Regions from separate parts of the Mus musculus genome. Here regions 2 and 3 are each linked to region 1. A link is a contact called in public Hi-C and promoter capture Hi-C data. All regions are on one chromosome and are shown on one strand. Each heading gives the region's core, a stretch centred on a gene start, on an enhancer-like site or on the middle of the called end of the contact. The rest is flanking DNA. Distances are from core to core; before and after follow the strand shown.

Region 1 (4,752 bases), core at 882-3,381:
ACCAGTGCAGAGACTCTCAGCTTTAGTTGCTGCTGCTGCTGCTGCTGCTGCTGTTGCTGTATCCACTCTGGGATCACTTTGAAGAGAGGGTAAATCCGTAGCAAATTCAGGACAATGAGGGATTTTGGAATCTTTTCCTGAATTTGCTGTTGTTCCACACGAATCATTATTTAAGAACCTAGCAGCTATTGTGCTGTTTTCTGCACAGTGTGTAGTAGGAGTTGCTTGTAGGCATTTCCTAGCCTCTCGGAGTATTCTTTGTTGTGGAAATACATTGTTTGTCTTTGGGCTAGGTGAAGAGGCCCCCTCTGCATGGCAGTTAATTGTCAGGTCAGTTCTCTTTACAGTACTGGATATTTCAGAGTGTGGGAATGTAATCTCAGATACCCTATCGTTTCTTATCTCTGGGAAACAACTCCCCAAGCTGGCCGGGCAGTACACCGGAGTCCCTTTGGGAGCCCAGCTCTGCAGACTCCACTCCTCTGGTGACTCGGCTTTGACACTACTCTTGAGGTCGGGAAGTCGGCCGGCATCCTCGAAAGCAGCGGGTTTGGTTGCAGCGGCGGCGGAGGCCAGATGGTACAAGAAGTTGGCCTGCGCCTGCACGCTGGGAGGCTTGCAGAAGCTGGTGCGCCTGAAACGGATGCTCTGCACTGACACTTGGCTGGACCCGGAGCTGGAGTCTGACTCGGTGGAAGAATCCTCCTCCTCCGAGCTGATTTCACTGGAATCCGAGGCCCCGCTGCCCCCCTCTTCCTCCTCCTCCTCTTCCTCCTCCTCCTCTCCTTCCTCCTCCTCTTCCTCTGAGGACACCGAGTTGCTGGAGCTGGACAAACTGGAGCCAAAATCCGAGTCATTGGCTGCATGGTCGGAGTAGGAGCTGGACTCGGAGTCGCTGCTACAACTCTCGGGAAAGCTTCCTAGATGGGGTTGCGGCCGGTGGTGATGAGAGGGGTGGTGACTCGGCGTTGGCTGCTGGGCTCGGTGGTGATGGTGATGATGATGGTGGTGATGGTGATGGTGGTGGTGGGGAGGCGGGCAGAAGCTGTTGACCAGATGAAACCTCTCCAAGCAAGTGGCCCCGGCCGCCGCCGCCGCAGCAGCAGCCGCCGCTGCTGCCGCCGCCGCCGCCTTGGCTTTGTAGGATCTGGGCAGCAGCAGCAGGCGCCGGGCTCCGGCGTGAGGCGGGAGCAGGCAGTTCTTGGCGCCCCCGCGCTTGCGCTTGCAGCGGTAAGTCAGGCTCACTGGGCCTCCCGCGCCGGTCGCCGCCTTGGGCTGAGGCCCGGCAGTCTGGTAGTAGGCGGCGGCGGCGGCGGCAGCAGCAGCGGCGGCGGCGGCGGCGGCGGCTGCAGCCGGGTGCTTGCTGCACAGCAGGCTCCGAAAATAAGCGGGGTCCGAGTGGAAGGCGACGTAGTTTCCCTGGAGCTGGGCAGTTTCATAGTTTAAAGAGGATTTGCAAGGCGAGCGAACGATCTCCGGGTAGTGGGAGCCCGGGTATTTGCTAAAAATCTGAGGTAGATGGGCGGCGGGGCGCGCGGCGGCGGCGCCCGGACGCTGGGACTGCGCGCTGATTGGCAGGGGCCGCGCGGCTCCGCTCAGGCCCCGCCAAAGTTGGTGCTTGTCCTTCCAAAAAGCCGGGCGGGGGCTGGCGGCGGCGGCGCGCTCTGGCGGCGGCGCCTTTGTGGCCAGGGCCCGACCGACTCTCCTTCGCTTGGTCTTGAGCACACGCTCGGTTTTGCAGGATGTGTAGAGCGCTTCTACGTCTTCCCGGGAGATGAGCGTGCATTTGGCCGCGTGGAAGGCGATACTGTTGATTGCTTTGAGTTTCCGCAACTCCTCCAGATCGCAGTGGTGCTTTTTCACTTTCAGATGATCCATGCGCTTGTGCACGGTCGTCCTCGGGATGTTTTTCAGCAGATCTGTGAAGACTTGGGAGAGAGCAAACATTTGCTTCCCTTTAATGATGAGGTAGCCGAGCCTCACGCCATCCACCTCTTCGAAACCTGACTTCAGGTCTCCCATCTCGGGCACTAAATGATCCCCACCATTTGCAGTAAATATATACGTGACGCATACATACACATGTATGTATGTTAATCCTCCGCCAGATGCTGCGTGTGTCTCAAGGCATCCTGCTAATAAAATAACAAAGACTGTTATTCCCGGCGAAGGGAGTGCCAAACTCTAGGCGAATTACTGGGGGGTTGGGGGGGGGGAAGAAAAACCCCAAGAAATTACACTGACTTGATTCTCGCTTTTTTTTTTTTTTTTTTTTTTTTTGGTTTTCGTTTTTTTAAAAAAGAGGGAAAAGACCATCCGGTTTCAGCTCTGCCAGTGTGTTGGTCTGAGTCCTCGATGCGGATCAGTACCTGGGCCCCGCTACTCCTTCCTTCTCCATTGGAGCACTATGATAATGGAATGTGAAGGGAGAAAGAGAAAAGAAATGCAGCTGCTATTCCCGCCGCTGCTTTAGCTACAAATAAAATGACAGAGTGAAGTGAGCTCGTCCGGAGACACCTTCATCAATTAATTCCCCTAAAGCCAACGCTGATTGGACACTCCTGACAGGTGATGCAATAAAAATTGATATTCCACCCCTTCCCCCCAAAATCTCCTACTAATTAGCATACCCTTATACTGCCACCTCCCCTCCCAAAGTAAATAATACAGCCGGTATATAAATCTTTCCATTAAACTATCGGAGCTCAGAAACAGCCTGACTCACAGACTTCATCAGAAGCAGTGTATGTACGAGAGAGAGAGAGAGAGAGAGAGAGAGAGAGAGAGAGAGAGAGAGAGAGAGAGAGAGAGAGAACCGTATATTCCCCTTTAAAGAAATACTGCCTATTTTTGCTTTATTTGCATTTTACCGATACAGCTATTATCGTTTCAAAGGAAAGCATTTAAAAAACATTATCAAGCTCAAATAGATATACCCCACCCTTCTTTTCTTTGGAAAATGAAGCTTAAGGGAAAACGTGCAGAATAGCCTGGTATTTCCCTTCTGGGAGTGGAGGAGACTGGCTGGGAGCTCTAAAGTTAAACCCTGAGGTGACCCAGCCCAGTACAGACTTACGTTGGCAATTTCTCTCGAGTCCCCCCACCCCCCATGCCTTTTACAACCAGAAACAAAGTTATTTGACCAAGAAAGCAGTTCGAGGCTCCACCTCAGGAACATGTAACAATTCAATTGGATTTCGCTTCTTTGCTGAGGAGTGGGGCAGGGGGAAGGTAGTTTCTCGTCAGGCCCATAACAAAGCACAGATAAGCCAGAGATGAGTACACTTTTCACCATTAACTAGCCTGGAGTAGAGGTGAGGTCATTCTAGAGTGCCCAGCACCGGCCTGAGCTGGAAGCTTGTCCACAGGTCCGAATTCCAGGGAGCAGATACTTCCTTCTGCAGCAAAGGGAAGGAAAGGGACGGCTCCCCAAGGTGATCCCAGAAGTTTTACATAAAAACAATGAAAAGAAAGTGCTGCTCTATGGCGCAGCGGACCATTTCAGTGGTTGGTGATGGTTTGACTGGAGGGTTAGAGGACTCTTCCACGGCTCCCATGTTTCCCCTGTGAAAGCCAGACATTTGTCTTAAGAAAAATCACTTTGGATGAAGATCAGTCTGCTTTAACCTCTTCTTAGTCACTAGCATGGTTTGCTGTCGTTTTCAAGGATATCCAAAATATTGCCAAGTGAGAGGAAGGGTCTTTCCACTTGCATTTGTAGGATCTCAGATGGGTGGTTGGCTGCTTTGCAAAATTCAGCAAAATCTTCTGCATTTGTAACTCCAGCATAAATGCAGCCCAGGCACCTACATGTTTCCTCCTTCTCCCAAAATAGACACATCTGTGAGGTTAAAGAGTGAACGGATATTTCTGAACCTGTAAGAAAAAAAAAGCACAATAATTTCTTTCTTCATATTCAAAAGTTCCAGTTTCCCCTGCTGTGATCTGGCCAGCAGGAGCAGGTATGACTAAAAAAAAGAAAAGGAAAAGAAAAAAAGAAAAAAAGTCTTAAGAAAAACAAACAAATAAACAAACAGAAATCAGACATACAAAAAGGTAGTTAGCTTGACAAGATGAAGTCTCTCGGCCATGGCTCCCCACCCCCACCCTCATCTTCCTTGTAATTTTCCCAGGAATTTTGAAGAGATTGGGAATTTTAAGAAGTACATCCGGAAATTAAGGAAGTCTATTTAAGAGGGTCTGTAACTCAGGAGGTTGGGATTTGAAAAGTCAGCCCTGGACTACTGTAGCTCTCAGCACAGATGTAATCGCCGCTCTTCAACTTAATCAATGTGTGTACAAACCGCGATGTCTAGTTCTTGCCTTTGAAATCTAAGGCTAGCATTTCCATCCAAGAAATCAGAGCTACAGTAAATTACATTTTTGTCCCTTGAATGAGGGAAGGACCATTGAATGGATCTCGTGATATTTCAGGCTTTAAACGTAACCGAGAGGCAGCAATGAACAATGCCTCGTCACAGCTAATACCATCCACCGACTTGGCTTTCTTTGCATCTGGTTCTACCACACTGAGTTTTTCTCTTTCACTTTCACAGGAGGCCAAATGCACAAGCTTTAAGCAGAAATCTAAGTTTCCAGGCAAAGCAAATGCTGGTGTTTGTTGTTTTAAAGTCGAATGGCCAGAGCCTTTCTATTGCCAACAACAGTGTTTTAAAATTCCTCCTGATGGACTTATATAGTGCCAGCCCTCTCCATCCCACCACCCCCGCCCATTCCCCTCCTCCAGCTATA
Region 2 (4,752 bases), core at 1,482-3,981, 1.4 Mb after region 1:
CACTCAACACGCTGAAGCATGACTCGTGACATGCATGCATCCACACATGAAACACACACAAATCATACATATGCATACATGGAGCATGCATACACACATGTAACATATACATATGAATCATACATGGACACATGGATGCACAAAAGCAATAAGGGCACATAGGTAATGGCTTAAATAAGTTTGACACGGAGCTGTGTAGCAGAAACTAGCTTGTACCAGTTATCAATAGAATTAATAAAGAAGGTACTACTACACAATGTGTGTGTGTGTGTGTGTGTGTGTGTGTGTGTGTAAATTAAATACTGCTCCTTTATTCCTCTCTGATGTTCTACTCCCCTTCCCTTTTCCCCATAAGCAACCAGCACAGAATGGTGTGTGCCTTTTTATTATTTTCATAAACAGTAATCACTGTGCACATTGGTGTGGAAGTTCCCACACCCACTCTGCACTTTGCAGATCTCTGTATGCTACTGACATATGTGTTGTTGCGCTGGGGAGATGTTCAGCCATTAAGAGCTGTCTTAGTCAGGGTTTCTATTCCTGCACAAACATCATGACCAAGAAGCAGTTTGGGGAGGAAAGGGTTTATTCGGCTTACACTTCCATACTGCTGTTTATCACCAAAGAAGTCAGGACTGGAACTCAAGCAGGTCAGGAAGCAGGAGCTGATGCAGAGGCCATGGAGGGATGTTCTTTACTGGCTTGCTTCCCTTGGCTTGCTCAGCCTGCTCTCTTATAGAACCCAAGACTACCAGCCCAGAGATGGCACCACCCACAAGGGGCCGAAATTTCCCCCTTGATCACTAATTGAGAAAATGCCTTACAGTTGGATCTCATGGAGGCATTTCTTCAACTGAAGCTCCTTTCTCTGTGATAACTCCAGCTGTGTCAAGTTGACACAAAACTAGCCAGTACAAGAGCACTGGCTGTTCTTCCAGAGGACCTGAGTTCAATCTCCAGCACCCACATGGTGGCTCTCAACCATCTATAACTCTACTTCAGGGCTCTCCTGGCCTCTGGGGGCACTGCACACATGTGATGCACAGGCATGCATACAGCAAAATGTAGTAAGCCAATGTTTTGAAGGTGTGTGTGGCATTGACAGATTTGTCTGACTGGCTGTGTGTTGTCTTTTCAGTCAGTGTGTCACATTTTATTTATTCCTCCATTGTCAAAATTTAGGTTGTCTCTATTGTTTTATCGTTACAGTAACTGTGGCACAGAGACTCCTTTTTTGAGTTTCTGTGTGTGCGTCTTTCTGATCCTGGGGAATAAATCCAGGGCCCCCTGCATACTAAGAGTATGCTCTGCCAACAAGGCATCGTTTCTTCATCAGGGTTGCTTAAGATCAAGTGTATTTATTGTACTGAGTTTGGGCACACCCATTTCATTTCCTCTGTACACTCCCTCCAACAGCAGATACAGCCCAACCGAGCACGCTGCTATCAGGGTTGGAATTATCAGAATACACTCTTGTTGATCAGCCTCAAAGGCTAGACATGCTGTTTCACTCTTCTGTCTCATTATCTGTCTCCATAGCGAGGGAAGAGTGTGGGCATGTTCACTGTTTGAAAAGGCTTTCCATAATCACTGAATCTTGGATGCCTTCCACATGATCATTGTACCTCCAGCCCTCTAGGCACACCAAACACTCTGGACTGCTGTACGGTCCATGTCTGGCTAACCAATGTTTCTCTGTTGGACACACCCACTTTGCTTCCAAGGGTCTGCCATTATGAACTGCATGTGACACTATCCCAGTACAGGGTAAGAAGATAGATTTTAGCGGCAAGCCCTGGCTTTCTCTTAGAGCCCTGCTTCCCTCTCTGCTGTGCAACCTCAGACAAGTCTCTCAGAGAAAAACATGACTCTTATTACCACTCCAGGGTCTCATAGTTCTGTAGTGTGGCTGAAAATCGAACCTCTGAAGCCTGCTACCGTGTGAATCCTGCTTCCTCCACGAAATAGTTGTGTGGTATCAGGAAGTTTGTAAAAATGCCCCGTGCCTTGGCTTCCTTGTGTGTAAAATCAGGGATGATTAGAAAACCAAGACAGGGCTGGTGAGATGGCTCAGTGGGTAAGAGCACCCGACTGCTCTTCCGAAGGTCCGGAGTTCAGATCCCAGCAACCACATGGTGGCTCACAGCCATCCGTAAGGAGATCTGACTCTCTCTTCTGGAGTGTCTGAAGGCAGCTACAGTGTACTTGCATATAATGAATAAATAAATCTTGAAAAGAAAAAAGAAAAAAAGAAAAAAAAGAAAACCAAGCATACTTTAGTTCGTTGTTGACTGTACAATTCTCACACAGTGAACAGTATTCTCACACAGTGCCTAATATAGAAGAATAAATAGGATTGGTTATATGCAAGTGGCATGCTATTCAAGTGTACTTGAAATAAAATTGAATTTAGGTACCAAACAGGAACTTTATAATTAATTCCAACTGGTCCAGATGAAGAAGCAAAGCAAAACAGTGGGGTTTGGCCTGTGGTTCCCACAGCTGTTTTCTGTCAGTTTAAGGAGTAGAAATGAACCAAAGACAGCTGGGTCAGAATGACCAGTATGTGAGCCAGAAGGACCAAATAGGCAAGAATGCATACCCGGAAGTTCCATCCATCCCTCAGGCCTCCCCTCACACTCCCACTGTGTTCCTGGCGGTGCCTGACAGCATCCTTCAGCCCACAGATACTAAGCCAGATTTGCTTAGAGTACAAGGTGGAGGCTACTCCCAGGTGCTCAGACCCTGCAGGCAAGCCTGGGCGACTGCACTGAGGTGTACCATGTTATACTTTTACTCCAGGTAGAAAACTGCATTCTGCTACCAGGACAGTCTGTATTCACTTCCCTCTGGAGGAGTGACCTGTGGCTATTGCCACTAATAAATCAACAGCTCTAATTGTTTGTCAACGACTTCTTGGGGGAGAGTAGAGGGCTGACACTACTCAGACTTGCACGCTACTCAAAAGCAGGCAACCTTTCCTGACACAGACATGCCTGTACCTGCTCCTGGATATGCCCTCTCATCTAGATAGAGCAAGTCTGGGCATACCTAACCTCTAAGCCTTGGCCAGGTAGCAGTCAGAGGGCTCTCCCTCTCTTTCTCTCCCTCTGTCTCCATCTGTCTCCCTTTGTCTCCATCTCTCTCCCTCTTCCCCACCTCCACCTCTCTCTCAGGGCCCATCATGAACACAGGGAACTTTCTCCTACACCGAATAGACTCACTAATCTATTTTGAACTAAATCCACAAGGTCTTTTCCAAAACATGATGAAGCAGTTTTGAGGGACAAATCACTTTTGTTTCCAGAAAAAACATCCATGTTTAGTGTGTTGTATGCCAACTTGACACAAGCTAGAGTCCTCTAAAAGGAGAGACCCTCAAATGAGAAAATGCCTCTAAAGATCAGGTGGCACACTTATAGAGCATTTTCTTAATTAGTGGTTGATGGGGGAGGGCCCAGCCCACTGTGGGTGGTGCCATCCCTAGGCTACTGGTCTTGGGTTGCATAAGAAAGCAGACTGAACAAGCCATGGTGAACAAGACAGTAAGAAGGCAACACTCCATGGCCTCTGCATCAGCTCCTGCCTTCATGTTTCTGCTCTGTTTGAGTATCTGTCCTGTCTTCCTTCAATGATGAACAATGATATGGAGGTGTAAGCCAAATAAACCCTTTCCTTCCCAACTTGCTTTTGGCCATAGTGTTTTGTCACAGCAATAGTAACCCTAACTAAGGCATTTAAGAATAGTGGTCAGTGATTGAGATCAAAAGAGTGTCTCCCAACTCCACACAGCTACAATAGGAGAGACTTCTTAAAAGCTATTGTCACCAGACACATAAACCTGCCAGCACCATCCTTTAATCCATAATAGTATTAAGTATTAGAGCCATAATTTCATACACTAAAAATCCCTCAGGCTGCAGATAGTTCAGCAGATAAAGTATCTGAACTGACCCAGAGGTACAAGGTAGAAAGACAGAACTGGCTCTCTTGTGATACCCAACTCACTCTTTCTCTCTATCTCTTTCCCGTCTCTGTGGGTGTCTCCCTATCTCTCAATCTTTCTCTTGCTTACAAACATACATACTCCTATCTCATATAACAACAACAACAACAACAATAATTTTAAGTCTCCTTTCTGACATTTTTGGTTATATATATATATATTTTAATTTTTCACCTCCTTTTTGAAATCCATTTCCCAATTCAAAGTCAATCACTAAAAAATATATTAAAAGAGCAAAATGCTTAATGCGTCTAATTTCTTAGTAATTTTAAAACAGCATTAATGTAAATAAGACTTGTATCTGTAGTGCTGGAATGGTTGCTCAGTGGTTAGAGTATTCACTACTCTTCCAGAGAGCTGGAGTTTGGTTCCCAGCATCTACTTCCCGAAGCTCACAACTTCCTGTGACTCCAGGTCCAGGATAGATAATGCCTTCTCCAGTCCCCTATGGGTGCCTGCACATGCATGGTATGCATACACACACACACACACACACACACACACACACACACCTCTTTGAATGAGCTGCATTTGAGAAAGGAGGAGAGATGGTGACTGAGGGAAGATGTGGCATATCTCTGGCTCTGTACATAGGAGGCCAGAGAATGAGGAGGGAACTAACCTGGGGCAGGGGGCAGGGGGCAGGGGATGGGAGGATGGGAGAGGTGATTTCCCTGAATGGGGAGGGAGGAGGCTGAGCAGGGTGGCTTGTCACAGTATTTTACTCTGGAGAGACCAGGACAGAC
Region 3 (4,752 bases), core at 1,318-3,817, 1.3 Mb after region 1:
GATACACAGAGATGATGCTGTAGAGCTTAGCCTTTATTGAAGTTTCTCACAACCAATAGAGGACCAGCTGAGTATTGTATCATCCTCACAAAAACACAACCACAGTTTAAACAACACATGAATGTGTTTGTCTCTCTTACCATAGGGGTACAACTCAGGGCTTGACTATTGCCTTGCATCCCTGACACCCAGGCTCCATGCATCTCCTGCTCAGCACCAGGGTGCAAATCTTATCTTCATGCATACCAGAAAACTGCCAGTGCTTCAGCCATCACAACTTATTCCCAAGTGGAAAGGAAAGGCAAAAACAGCTGGTGCAGAGTCTCTGACTGGTTTTCCTAGCAGTCTTCCAGTGGTGTTTGCTTTTGTCGTTTTCCAGAGAGACGTCATGTGATCACCAAGAGCAAGAGAGTGAGCACACTGTGACTCTCCAAAAAACTGAGAGATCTCTATAAGTAAACCAGGAACTGAAAGACCTCTTTTAAATAGACCAGGAAGAGTGTGGTTGGTCGGGCATTTCAGAGACTAAACCATGGAGTATATAAAATCAAGAGTAAACTGTTAAGTGGGTTTTATCAGGTTAAAGCCTTATGGCCAGGAATTCGAAGATTGGCCCATGATATCTCTCTCTCTCTCTCTCTCTCTCTATTTATTATTATATGTAAGTACACCACCCGGCTCAAGAATATTTCTTTGCGTTTTTGTGTTCTTTTAAAAAACCTATTTATATTATGTATATGAGAACATTGTAGCTGTCTTCAGACACACCACAAGAGGGTGTCAGATCTCATTACAGATGGTCGTGAAGCACCATGTGGTTGCTGGGATTTGAACTCAGGACCTTTGGAAGAGCATTCAGTACTCTTGACTGATGAGCCATCTCTCCATCCCATCCCATGATCTTTCTTGATAGGTGGGCATGGGAGTGGGGGCAGAAAGCCCTGTGCCAGGATGAGATGAAAGTTCTCAAAGCAGTGGATAGAGGAAACAGGGAGAGGGAAGGATCCAGGAAGGCTTCCCTCTGTTTTCTGGGAGTGTGAAGATCTGCAGAGATCTGCAAATACTAGCTGACTCCACCTCCAGGGATGCAGATGTTACAGTACTCTGTATACTCACTGACATGTTGATTAATCGGAAAGAACAGAAAGTCCAGAAACAGATCCCTGTATTGATAAAAACAAACAAACGAACCAACCAACCAACCAACCAACCTGGGGTTTCTCCCCAGTGGGTGTGTGCGACCCTGAGGCCGTGAATGCTAGCCATTGCTCTACTACAGAGCTGCATTCTCAGCCATACACTGATTTTGACAAGAACTCAAATGCAGGCAGTAGAGAACAAAAAAAAAAAAATTACCTTATTTTAAAAAATGAATAAATAAATAAAAATTAACTCAGATAGATAATAGACCTAAATGTAAAACTTAAAACTATAAAATTAGCAGAAGAAAACACATAAAATATTTTGTAATATTGGACTAGCTCCATTTGTTAAATATGTTACCCCTAAGCCGCCACAAACTATAAAAAACAAAAACAAACCATCAAACCGATAAAATGAAGTTTAACAAAATGTAAAACTTCCCATCCCAAGACACAATTAGGAAACAGAAAAACACAGCCCACAGTCTCGGGAAGGGAAATTTGTGAGGAAACGATTTGATAATGGCTTTGTGCCCAGAGAATATATGGAAGAACCTTGAAAAAAATCCACAACAAGTAAATCTAATAATAAATGGGCAAAACCATGTATGATTTAGCAATGGCTAATTGTCAGTTACTGAAAGATAACACAAGAGAAGCCTATTACTGTAAGAAGTTTAAGTCTAACTTTGTAGTGATGCATGTCTATAAACTCAGTCCCGAGGCAGGAAGATTCCAAGTTTGAGGACGCTTGGACAACATAGAGAGATTAGATCTCAAAAACCGAAGCAAAACAAACGAACGAACAAAAAACCCAACCAACCAACCAACAACAAAAAAACAGGCCTGAGTAATCAAGTGTAGGAAGGGGATGATGACAGGAGCTTTCATACATTGCTAGTGAAGCAGCCGTTGCCCTTGAGACCTGGCTATTCCTCTTCCAGGTATCCAAAAAAAAGGCATGTACAGGAACGCTCCTGGCAGCTTTGTTTTTGATGTGCAAAAATTAGAACAGCCTAAACTAATGAGTAACAGTTTAGTATAATGGAATATTATTCAGAACAACAACAACAACAAAAAAAAGATTTGTGCATAATGTAACGCAAAAAACCAAGCAGCAATGTCCAGATAATTATGTTGAGTAAGGGAAGCCAGAAATAACCAACTGCAATTAGTATGACTTCTGGAAAACCTAAACAAACTGAAACACAGCAAGTTTTAGACTAGTCATGATTCCAATCGGAGTAAGGTACTGCGGGAGGAGGAGGCAGTGGAGTCCCGGGATATTCCACACACTCCGCGAAGATCAAGGTCAAGAGGAGCAAGAGGATAAGTTAAGTGGTGGGGGTAGGGTGGAGCACCAGAAGAAAAGGAGAGCCTGGAGGAGGGGAAGAGACCTGGGCAGAGGGGAGGGATCCGGCGGAGGGTGGGGGTTGGGTAGGCTTGGGAGGAAACCCGTTGGTGGCAGCGTCATGGCGCGACTGCTGCGAGCGCTGCGGGGTCTGCCTTTGCTGCAGGCGCCTGGACGGCTGGCTCGGGGTTGCGCGGGATCGGGAAGCAAGGACACAGGTAGGTCCTCAATCGCTGCCGTCTCTCGTGGCTTTCGGTTTCACAGTCCTGGCTGACCCTGGGCGGCCTCCTGTGAGGTCCTGAGAGACTGGTCCCAGCGGCCCGCTGCCTGAGTTGCGGAGCAGAGCAACGCGTTTGGTAAACTTGGTGTGCTGGGGGAGCACTGATGCCGGAGAGGATCGAATCTTCTCCTATGCTTGCATACAGTTCGTTTATATGTTACATTTTGGTGTACAAAGTCGTGTTAGGAGCCATGGTGTTGTCAGGGACCCAGTGGCGGTCAACAGCCGTACCTTGTGCGCCCTCTCCTGGGCGGGAGTTAATCCTTGCCCTCCCCCCCCCCCCCCCCACTTCCTTCGGGAGGACTGCTAGTTGCCTCCTGTCCTGTGAGACTGGCCCACTGCACCATCACGGGTGCTGCTGCAACACTATCTTGGTTTTGTGTGACTCTAGGTTTTGAGATGTGTGGGTGAATTATTCTCGTGTTCCAACAGGTTGTTAGTGGCTAAGAGACAGGATGGGGTGGAATGGTAAGTGCTTTTTGCCCTCATTTGTGAATCCGGACACTTTTGCATCTTCCCTGGGAGGAGTAGGAGTCTTTGAGGAGTCCCAGGTGTAATTCTCTGTAATTTCGTGGCCCTGTGGTTTAGCACTGGGCAGCTGCTCTCCTGACCTCCTTTCCAACCCAGTTTTATATCTTATGCTGCTTAGGAAAAGTCTTGGAAAGATCAGGAATTCAAGGCCCATACCTAAACATGATAAAAGCAATCTACAGCAAACCAGTAGTCAACATCAAAGTAAATGGTGAGAAACTGGAAGCATTCCCACTAAAATCAGGGACTAGACAAGGCTGCCCACTTTCTCCCTACCTATTCAACATTGTACTTGAAGTCCTAGCCACAGCAATTAGACAACAAAAGGAGATAAGGGGGATACAAATTGGAAAGGAAGAAGTCAAAATATCACTTTTTTGCAGATGATATGATAGTATATATAAGTGACCCTAAAAATTCCACCAGAGAACTCCTAAACCTGATAAACAGCTTCAATGAAGTAGCTGGATATAAAATTAACTCAAACAAGTCAATGGCCTTTCTCTACACAAAGGATAAACAGGCTGAGAAAGAAATTAGGGAAACAACACCCTTCACAATAGTCACAAATCATATAAAATACCTTGGCGTGACTCTAACTAAGGAAGTGAAAGATCTGTATAAAAAGAACTTCAAGTCTCTGAAGAAAGAAATTAAAGAAGATCTCAGAAGATGGAAAGATCTCCCATGCTCATGGATCGGCAGGGTCAATATAGTAAAAATGGCTATCTTGCCAAAAGCAATCTACAGATTCAATGCAATCCCCATCAAAATTCCAACTCAATTCTTCAACGAATTAGAAAGGGCAATCTGCAAATTCATCTGGAATAACAAAAAACCTATGGTAGCAAAAACTCTTCACATGGCAGCTTATAACTCACTCTAGTTCCAGGGGATCCATGGCACCAGGCATGCACATGGTGCACAGGTATATACGTGATGCAGGTAAAATACCCATACAAGTAAAGTAAGTCTTACAAGGAGAATAAGAACAGAAGCAGGGGATGGTTCTGTGGTTAAGATCTCGATTGTCAGTGGGCATGAGTTCGGATCCTAGCTCCCCCACAGAACTTTACTGGCATGTGTGAGCATGAGCATCCATAACAAATGCTAAGCAGTGGGCATAAACGGCATGTGTTTCTCACCATGTGAGAGGCTGATAGATCAAATATCAAGCAGATAGCTTTGGTTCCAATGGAGACCCACCATCTGGGTCCCCTGTCCTGTGTGTGTTCACATGGGCTTTCTGCAGTGCAAGTGCAGTGGAGACAGAAGCTCACAGTTCCTCTCCACTGTCTCTCCTGACCCTGCCTCTGGTATGAAGATAAAGCCTAGAAGCTGGCATACACAGGGCGATCACACTCTACTGAATTACACCTTCTGCTTTTCCAATATCTTTACTAAGACGCTAATTGAGGGAGCTGACGTGGCTGTTCAGCAGTTAAGTG

What was found. Promoter capture Hi-C pulls out the DNA fragments that hold promoters and counts their contacts. Hi-C and Micro-C count contacts between places; a contact is called where the count stands out from the background.
Region 2: a Hi-C map of uterus shows a contact between it and region 1. The contact joins the enhancer-like site here to the promoter of Skida1 in region 1. A contact is called at or near these places in 1 of 484 Hi-C or Micro-C datasets (uterus) and 1 of 115 datasets of contacts at active chromatin or transcription factors (embryonic stem cells).
Region 3: a contact with region 1 is called in a promoter capture Hi-C map of hippocampal neurons, with 7 times the contacts expected there. The contact joins the promoter of Msrb2 here to the promoter of Skida1 in region 1. A contact is called at or near these places in 7 of 39 promoter capture datasets (the C10 cell line, the HPC-7 cell line, embryonic stem cells and 4 more), 7 of 484 Hi-C or Micro-C datasets (bone marrow-derived macrophages, embryonic stem cells and uterus), 9 of 115 datasets of contacts at active chromatin or transcription factors (the NIH/3T3 cell line, craniofacial prominence, differentiating embryonic stem cells and 6 more) and 2 of 9 other capture datasets (embryonic stem cells and liver).

The regions. Positions count from the first base shown.
Region 1 is chr2:18,046,318-18,051,069 of GRCm38.p6, forward strand. Skida1 (SKI/DACH domain containing 1) reads right to left here and starts at 2,132. Exons shown (of 1, transcript NM_028317.3): 1 at 1-2,132. The coding sequence starts at 2,022.
Region 2 is chr2:19,404,115-19,408,866 of GRCm38.p6, forward strand. No RefSeq gene overlaps it. Among named protein-coding and RNA genes, the nearest start is that of Gm33940, 7.7 kb to the right of the region's middle. Within about 2 kb of position 2,732, at least 13 of the 459 cell types and tissues checked have an H3K27ac peak or open chromatin away from gene starts, as enhancers often do. A contact at or near this core is called in uterus, where this site is marked.
Region 3 is chr2:19,369,069-19,373,820 of GRCm38.p6, forward strand. It overlaps Msrb2 (methionine sulfoxide reductase B2), which reads left to right and starts at 2,568. Exons shown (of 5, transcript NM_029619.2): 1 at 2,568-2,711. The coding sequence starts at 2,615.